2 separate regions of the Bos taurus genome follow, and region 2 is linked to region 1. The links are chromatin contacts, called in public Hi-C maps. All regions are on one chromosome and are shown on one strand. The core of a region is the stretch at or near the end of the contact, and the rest is flanking DNA. Distances in the headings are between cores, read along the strand shown.

What was found. A called contact is a pair of places that touch in the nucleus more often than the background predicts.
Region 2: a Hi-C map of skeletal muscle shows a contact between it and region 1, with 4 times the contacts expected there. The contact joins the promoter of BRAF here to the promoter of NDUFB2 in region 1. A contact is called at or near these places in 2 of 11 Hi-C or Micro-C datasets (skeletal muscle and an unstated tissue).

Annotation. Positions count from the first base shown.
Region 1 is chr4:104,010,802-104,014,933 of ARS-UCD2.0, reverse strand. NDUFB2 (NADH:ubiquinone oxidoreductase subunit B2) reads right to left here and starts at 1,394. Exons shown (of 3, transcript NM_175828.2): 1 at 1,252-1,394. The coding sequence starts at 1,358.
Region 2 is chr4:104,191,869-104,195,940 of ARS-UCD2.0, reverse strand. BRAF (B-Raf proto-oncogene, serine/threonine kinase) reads left to right here and starts at 1,479. Exons shown (of 19, transcript XM_059885960.1): 1 at 1,479-1,622. The coding sequence starts at 1,488.

The DNA.
Region 1 (4,132 bases), core at 145-2,644:
CAGAGGGGCCTGGAACATCACCTGGAAAAATCCAGTGTACTGTTTTCAGTCCTGCTCTTAATCTCTCTGCACTCCCAGCTTGCTTTTGGTAGACCTGCCCTCTTGGCATCAGCACTGGGCTCTCCAGTGGGCTTCTCCCGCTACATCATGGGTGACTCTGCTTTTGCTCACTCTTAAATTCTGGTGTTGCAAAGGTAAACTCTAAAGGATACTACAGGCTTTGGGTTGACAATAATCTGTCAACATAGGCTTATCAACTGTAACAAACGTACCCTCCGGTGGGGAGTGCTGATAATGAAGCAAGCTATGCATGTGTGGCTTGGGGGGTTTATGGGAAATCTCTGTACCTTCCTCTCAATTTTTTTTTTTGGGGGGGGGGGGGACAGAAAACTGTTCTATAAAATATTTTTAAAAAGAACACTTCCAACATTGCCCAAACATCCACTTTTGGCTCTCTTCCCACCCTTTCCCACTCCACTCTCGTGCCTTGGAGGACTAATTCTCCACTCTACAACCATAGTAACTTTTTAGAATTAAAACGTGCCCACGTGACATCTGATTAAAACGACCGATCAGCGCCTCTGTTGGAAATCTCTCAGGCAGGCCTCTGTGTTTTAGTCGGTCAGCCGTGTCCGACTCTTTGTGACCCCCATGGAGCGTAGCCCGCCAGGCTCCTCTGTTCAGAGGATTCTCCAGGCAAGAATACTAGAGTGGGTTGCCATTCCCTTCTCCGGGGAAATCTTCTTGATCCAGGGATCGAACTCGGGTCTCCCGCATTGCGGGCAGATCCTTTACTGTCCGACCCACCAGGGAAGCTAGGGCACAGCCACGCATAAGGAGCCTCTACCATTCTTTCCCTATGACCCGAGGTCTCCGGCCTCACCTCTGGCCTCATCTTGCCTCAAGCTTGAAGCTTCAAACTACCCTGTACAGGTGATTTCCTCTCCCTGACGCCCTCGCCTCCTCAGCTCCTGTCCTTGCTTCCAGATTAGCTCCAACTGTCTCCACGTTCAACTGGTCAGCTTCCCGGGGGCAGCCTCCCTCTGGCCCGAGACCGTCATATACACACCTCTACCGGCTCCCCCGGCCCCGGCATCGCGCCGTCAGACTCCAAGTCCCAGCATGCCTCAGGGGTGGAGGCCGCCGCAGACCAGGATCGGCCCCTGCTGCTCGGCGTCAAGGTGAGGACGTCCCGAAGGCTAGTGCCTTCCGCTAGAAGCGGGCGAAGCCCCAACCCTAGGCAATACTCACCGACGGACGCCACGGGCTCCAGCCGCCCTCGCGCAGCGGCCTCTGAAGAGGTGGCCTCCAACGTGAGCGAACGGCGCCAGTCGCTTCAGAGCCGACATGCCAGCCATCGTTAGCCCGGCCGTTACCCAGACCGCACCGCCGCTCCACGTCACTTCCGCTGGCACCCGCCCGACGACGTCACAGAGCCGACCCGCCCCCTCTCCCTGTGACGTAGGGAGGGGCGGGGAAGCGGTAATTACCTGCCCGAAGGAGCGTCTCAGTCACTTCCTGAGGTGAAAGCGTCCCGGGCCGCCGCCTGAGCGCGCCGTTCGCGCCAGCAGACGGGGTCTCGCTTTGTGGGCCTGGTGGCGCCCTGACGAAAGGTCAGCGGTGTAGACGGCCCTGGTGGAGCCAGGGATGGGCGTGCCGGACCTCGGCGCTCAGCTCCTGGAGCCCTCTGTTTCGCGGACACAGAAACTTAACGCTGACACAGCTCGCACTTTGCTACCAGTGCTGATCTAGGCGCTGTTACCCGACCCGGACCCGCCCCTCTGCCTGCTCCTCCCGAATTAACTACTCTTCCAGACCCTCCTAGGCTGCCAGATCCATTCTGAACCAGTCTGTCCTTCCCAAAGCTAGTCCATTGTATTCCTCCCCTGCAAAGGCTACACGATTTCTTTGAAGCCTTCATCGTTATACGGCTGTCCTGCAAACATGAGCTTGATAACCAACCCGCAGCCCGTGGTTCTCAAATGTCAGCACCTGGACTGGAGGTATCAGAATCCCCTGAGGAGTCCGACCCCAGCTATTATGTCTGGAGTAGGGCCAAGGAATCTGCATTTTAGCAGGCCCCTAATATACGCGGTGCTCCCAATCCCTGGATCCTGAGCCAGCCCTGGATTCTTGGCGTTTGTCTCTTAATATTGCCTTCTATTAAGTCCTGAATGAACTCCAAACTTCCCAAACTTTGGGGAGCTGAAGAACCCCTTTCTCCATCCTTGAGAACTCCAGCTCCCAAATTCTTAGTGTCCCAACTTATGAGTTATAGTTTTCCTAAGAATTCTCGATTTTTATAAACTTACCTGCCAGCCTCACACCTTGGAGATGTCGATTTGAAATGGATCACCTGCCAAGCACTGAAGACTTCACACTGAGTGATAAGCATGAAAATTTGGAAATTTATGGAGAGAAACATAGACCTGAAATTTAGGGATTTAAGTGTATTGAATATAACTGACACTCCTCCTTTGGCAAATAATGGGCCTCCATGTGCCCAGTAGCTAGGAACCTCTCTCCCTGGAGAAAAGGCTTCCTCCGGGAGTCAGTGAAGGACAGGGAAGCCTGGAGTGCTGCAGTCCAAGAGGTCGCAAAGAGTTGGACACGACTTAGCAAACAAACAACACACCTTTCTGCCAAACTTACTGCTGGACCCTCTGGCCCTGTAGAACTCATGCCCCTCCCCACATTCACCCGCTATCCCTCCCCACTCCTGCCTTCTCCTGTCCTAACTTGTAAGTATATAAACTGTAAGAAAGAATGTACTGTTTTCTGGGGGCAAGTTGACTTCCCAGCTGATACGCAATAGTGTGGCTTTCTCTGGGACTACCATTCACTATTTACCCTTCCTAGTACATGCACAAACCATTAAGAGATGTTCATGAATAGGCAGAGCAGTGTCTTTCATCCTTCCAAAGAGAGCTCTCTGCCCATATTAGACAGCTGCCTGCCTTGCTCCCAGGAAAGAACAATGCTGTGATTCCTAGGCCACAAAAAACAAACAAAAAAAAAAACCCAGCTTAAACAAAAATACTCCAAAGAACTTGATAGTCTGAAAATCCAGAGTTCAGCCTCAGCTCTACCAATGGTTAGCTCTGTCCATTTGGACAAGTCACTTCTCCAGGTCTCAGTACCCTTCATCAGCCATTCAAGAGAGTACCTGGCCCACAGCATGTATGTACTCAGCAATTTTTTATTAGTCAATATTTTCCTGGCTGCAAAAGCTCTTCAGGTAAACTAAAATTCACTTACCGCCCCCCATCTGTCTTGCTCAGTTACAAAATAAAAACTTTTAACTTTAATGCTGGCTTGTATTTAAAACAATATTGTTCTATAGACCATTTGTGCGGTCCTTAGCTCTAATGTTTTGCATCACTAATTCTGATTTTTTACTATGAAAAGTTTAGGGTCCCCATCAGCACACTATTTTGACTGTTTACGTAACAGCAATGCATGTTTGTGTTGCAGACATGTTCTAAAAATTCCAAGGGCAAATATCCCTGACTGCCTTTTGCAGGTTGCACAATGGCTCTCTTTTTGATTCTCAGAAAAGCACACTGCAGGGGAATGAGGAAAGAAAAAAAAACTTGTTCACAAGGCTTCATGTTTATTTAATTTTCTACTTTTGTTCTTTATTATTATTATTATTATTATTATATATTTTTGGCTGCACACATGTCTCTTGGAATCTTACTTTTGCAACCAGGGATTGAACATGGACCATGGCAGTGAAAGCACTGAGTCTTAACCACCGACCGCCAGGGAATTCCCTAATTTTCTACGTTTAAAGGTTGCTTGATCACCCTTTCCCTCTAAGTTTCCAAAAGAAGAAAGAACTTACCTTTCCAGCAGTTTTAACACAGAAATGAACCTTGTTCTTTCTACTTTGGAGGGACTAAACTGGGATCTCCCTTCCAAGTGATGCCCCATTGCCCCTTTATCTACTTATACCCAAGAAGTAGCGTTTTCTCCTTATGAAGATGAATGTATAAATCAAGTTTAGCCTTTTTAAGATGCTTATTTTAAAAATCAGCAAATTACCTATATTAAAGCACAGCCATTAATAATCATTTTTCTCTTCAATTCAACCTGTGTTCATTTTCTGTTGCTGCTGTAATGGCTCCTG
Region 2 (4,072 bases), core at 230-2,729, 180 kb before region 1:
TACTAAGCTCATCCAATAGGCGGTATTCTAATTTCCCCCTATTGTCCCCTATTTTTCAATGTAGGGGAATATTAGCATTCTGATTAAACAAGAAGCCTCACACAGAACTCCTTGCCTTGGGAGTAATGATCAGCTCCTGGACTCATATTGACTCTATCCATACACAGACATCCTGCTTAAGATGTCAGTAGGACAGTCTTCTATCTCTTGAATCATGGTGAATACAAGAAGGTCACTGGTGACTTCCCCTCATGGGTAGTCCACTTAGAGCATACCATGACTTGATGCTTAGGTTATTTTGTGATTACCTGTACCCCATCAGGAGTTCACAGTAATTCTCACTGCTTCTCACTCTGACTTTTCCCTTTTAAGTTTTTTCCCCAGCATATTTCCCCTTCTTGTCACATAAATGTATTTTTAAATAATAAGTCAGATTTAACGAATTCCATTCTGTAATTGGGCATCTCAAAGGTAATTTACCTCTCCTCACGTTTTCACGCATATTTCGCATAGAGAATGCCTTGGGCTATATTCTGTTTATGAACTGCGCAAAAGTATTTAAAATATTATGAATGATTTTCTTGAAAATTAAATGATTCAAGTTTGGATGCTTCAGATGTCTAGAATGCTCCATGCCTTGTGCAGGCCTTAGTGCATGGAAAGTGATCCACTTTAATTTGTTAAACGAACGAATCTGGAAAACGAAAAACAGACTAAAACATTTCATTCCTAAACGATGGTAAAGAAAAAAAAAAAAGCTTTAGACTTCCATTTAGATCTGCTTTGACAGACCAAATCCTTTAATGAAAAGGATCCAAGCATCATTCTGGTAACCTGGCTTTTCCTAAATATATTTCTATCAAATTCTGCTTGGCTGTTACAACCTCGGGGTTTCAAGTCTTATTTTTATGACTCGGAGACGTTCGTTGTAATGATAATAGAAATAACACAGTAGGGCTTTCCGCCTTCCTCCCTCTAGGATCTCAACTTCTCCAATCTCCTCGAGTAAATCCGACAACACAGAGCAGGTTTAGGACTGAGGAGAAGAGAATTAATCGGAGCCATGGAAACGGCGGAGCGGAGGGAACGTGGGAGAGGAGGGTGGGCAGGAGGGGTAGGCACCCTCCCCTGACGACTGCGCGAGGGCGCTCCGAGGATCACGTCACGCACCTCAGATGACGTCACGACCGTGACACGCGGGTGACGCCGTTGCCGCGGCGACTTCCAGTCGTCTCCGCCCCCTGCCCCCGCCCCTCCCCCCCGGCCTAGCGTCCTTCCCCCAATCCCCTCAGGCTCAGCTGCGCCGGGGGCCGCAGGCCGGTTCCCGAGGTGGCCCAGGCGCCGTCCCACCGCCGACGCCGCCCGGGCCGCCCGGGCCGTCCCTCCCCGCTGCCCCCCGTCCTCCGCCTCCGCCTCCCCCCGCCCTCAGCCTCCCTTCCCCCTCCCCGCCCAGCAGCGGTCGCTCGGGCCCGGCTCTCGGTTATAAGATGGCGGCGCTGAGTGGCGGCGGCGGCGGCGGCGGCGGTGGCGCGGAGCAGGGCCAGGCTCTGTTCAACGGGGACATGGAGCCCGAGGCCGGCGCCGCGGCCTCTTCGGCTGCGGACCCCGCCATTCCCGAGGAGGTGAGTGGCGGCGCACCCTGCACCCCTCCGGTCTCGGGGCTCGGCTGACCGGTGTTTATTTTGGGGGAAAGAGGTGGCGGTGGGGGCTCCGGTTGCCCTCAGCCACCTTCTCGGGGCTCTGCGGGCTGAGACACTGGCTTTCCCCACCTGTCCCTCCCCGCCAGGCAGGAGCTCGCTACGTAAACACACACAATGGCCCAGGGGGGGTTTCCCTGGTCCGCGCTCTGGGCTTGGGGGATTCGGGCAGCCGTGGTGGAGCAGGAGGCTATCTATAGGGGGCGAGACTCGGGGTTGGTCCGAGAAGGTCACGGCTGGCTGAAGGTAGCCAGCCTCGCATCTCCTGGATGTTTTCTTTATTTTTGGTGGTGGTGGTGGAGGGGAACCTGGGGCCGGCATCCTGGTGAAATACCTGGGTTAGTAGCCGGGGCCGGGACCCCAGCCCAAGTTAACGTTGTGTGTAATTATTACATGGTCACGGTGAAGATGGGCGCATCATTCTCTCTTTAACTCTCCCCGACTCTGCCCCTTTTCAGGCCGCTGCCCTCCCGCCGCTTCTCTACTTGTTAGGGCGGAGGGGAGGATTTCTCGTCACCTGTTTTAACCAGCTAATGGTTTTGATCTAGCCTCTACTTTTTCAATCCTAAGTGCCAGTGTTTCCGTTCTTTCTTCCATCCCGACCTCAGACCCCCGGTTCCTAATGTTTGCAGTGTCGCCAGCTGGTAACCCCCATCCCAATTCCACCTGCCTCCCCGCTCCTTTGCCAGTGGTCGGACCTGCCTGCTCCTAACCACAGTTTCTACTTAAGACGATTTTTGCAGCCTTCTTGTCTTAGTCTTGTTGAGGCCCTCTACTTCATTCCCCCGCTCCGTAACATGTTACGGTCACAAATCCTTCTGGACACTTTGGAACTACTTACTTTGTGAATCCTGAAGCTGTCAAGATTCCGTCAGATTTCACTTGCTTTCCTGGCACCTTTTAGTCCGTCATCCGTTGTGCATCCACACCTCTTTGTTTATTCCTACCTGTGGTTTTTAAATAGGTGTGATTGATTTCTTTCTGTCCCTTTTTTTTTTTTTTTCTTCTTTAGTCCTTCCATCTCTCAGCCACTGTTTATTTTAGCCTCTTATCACCTTGTCAGATTACTTTCTTTACATTTGGGGTTTTATTATGTAAAATGTATTACATAAAATAATACACTGTATAATGCTTTCCAAATAATGAGATAATGTGTGGTATGATAACTGTGCTTTATAATTATTGATTAGATAATGTGATTTAACGCCATTGACTTTGCTCAAAGTTCTTTCCTTCGTACTACAGCACTTACATTTTATTTCCCAGTTCTCATAACGTCTCATTCTTTCTTCTGTCTATGCAGTTCTCTTTTTCCTGCTTCATCATCTTTACTTTGAGATTCATCCCATATGCTTTTACTCTGTTCAGTATCAGTTTGTTCACAATACTGTTTTTGATTCTCTTACACCACTTGCATCTGTGCCCAAGATGCGTTCTGTACTACCATTTGATCTCATCTTAAAATTCTCATTTGTATATATCTATAAATATATATTATAAAAAATACTGGGCATGGGTTATGAATTGTAATTTTCTAATTTTAACATTGTTTTTGTTGAGAACTTTGTTTCCGAATTATATAAATATCTCTATATAGATATATGTGATGTGTGTATGTATATATATGTGTGTGTGTGTATCCTTTACACCACTTCCCATTTACTTTTCTGTTTGCATTTCTGCTCAGATCAGTTTCCTCTAATATCTGTTCATTTCCTCTAGTTTCTTGGATTTTAAGGACAGTGGTCATCCCTTCTTCCATTTCCTAGTTCATTCCATTTTCCTTGTCCCCAGTTGCCATTCATTCTGCTTTGTTTCCTGGCTTTTGGTACTTAACTTGCTGAAGCTTCCTCTTGTCTTCCCCACACCTCCACATTCCTTCTTATTTATAAACAACTTTGTTCCGTTGACATGGAAATTTATTTTTAGAATACATTGTTTTTAATGGATAAATACTTGGGGTCACATCTGCTGTCTATTTTTTCCATGAATCGGATATGCCTTTGTCTTACTCCTCACAGGTGCCTCTAGGCTTGCTTTACTTTGTAGCGTTTGTGTGGTTTTGTTGAATTGCATCCTGAAGAATGGTAAGATTAATGGGGCTTCCCTGGTGGCTCAGATGTTAAAGAATCTGCATGCAATGCAGGAGACCTGGGTTCAATCCTTGGGTCGGGAAGGTCCCCTGGAGAAGGGAATGGCCACCCACTCCGGTGTTCTTGCCTGGAGAATCCCATGGATAGAACCTGGCAGGCTACAATCCATGAGGTCACAGAGTCAGACTGGCCTGAGCGACTGACACTTTCTCTTTCTATGAAATTGTATTTCTGATTGTAACATTATTTTCATTGAGAACTTTGTTTCAAAATTATTAGAAC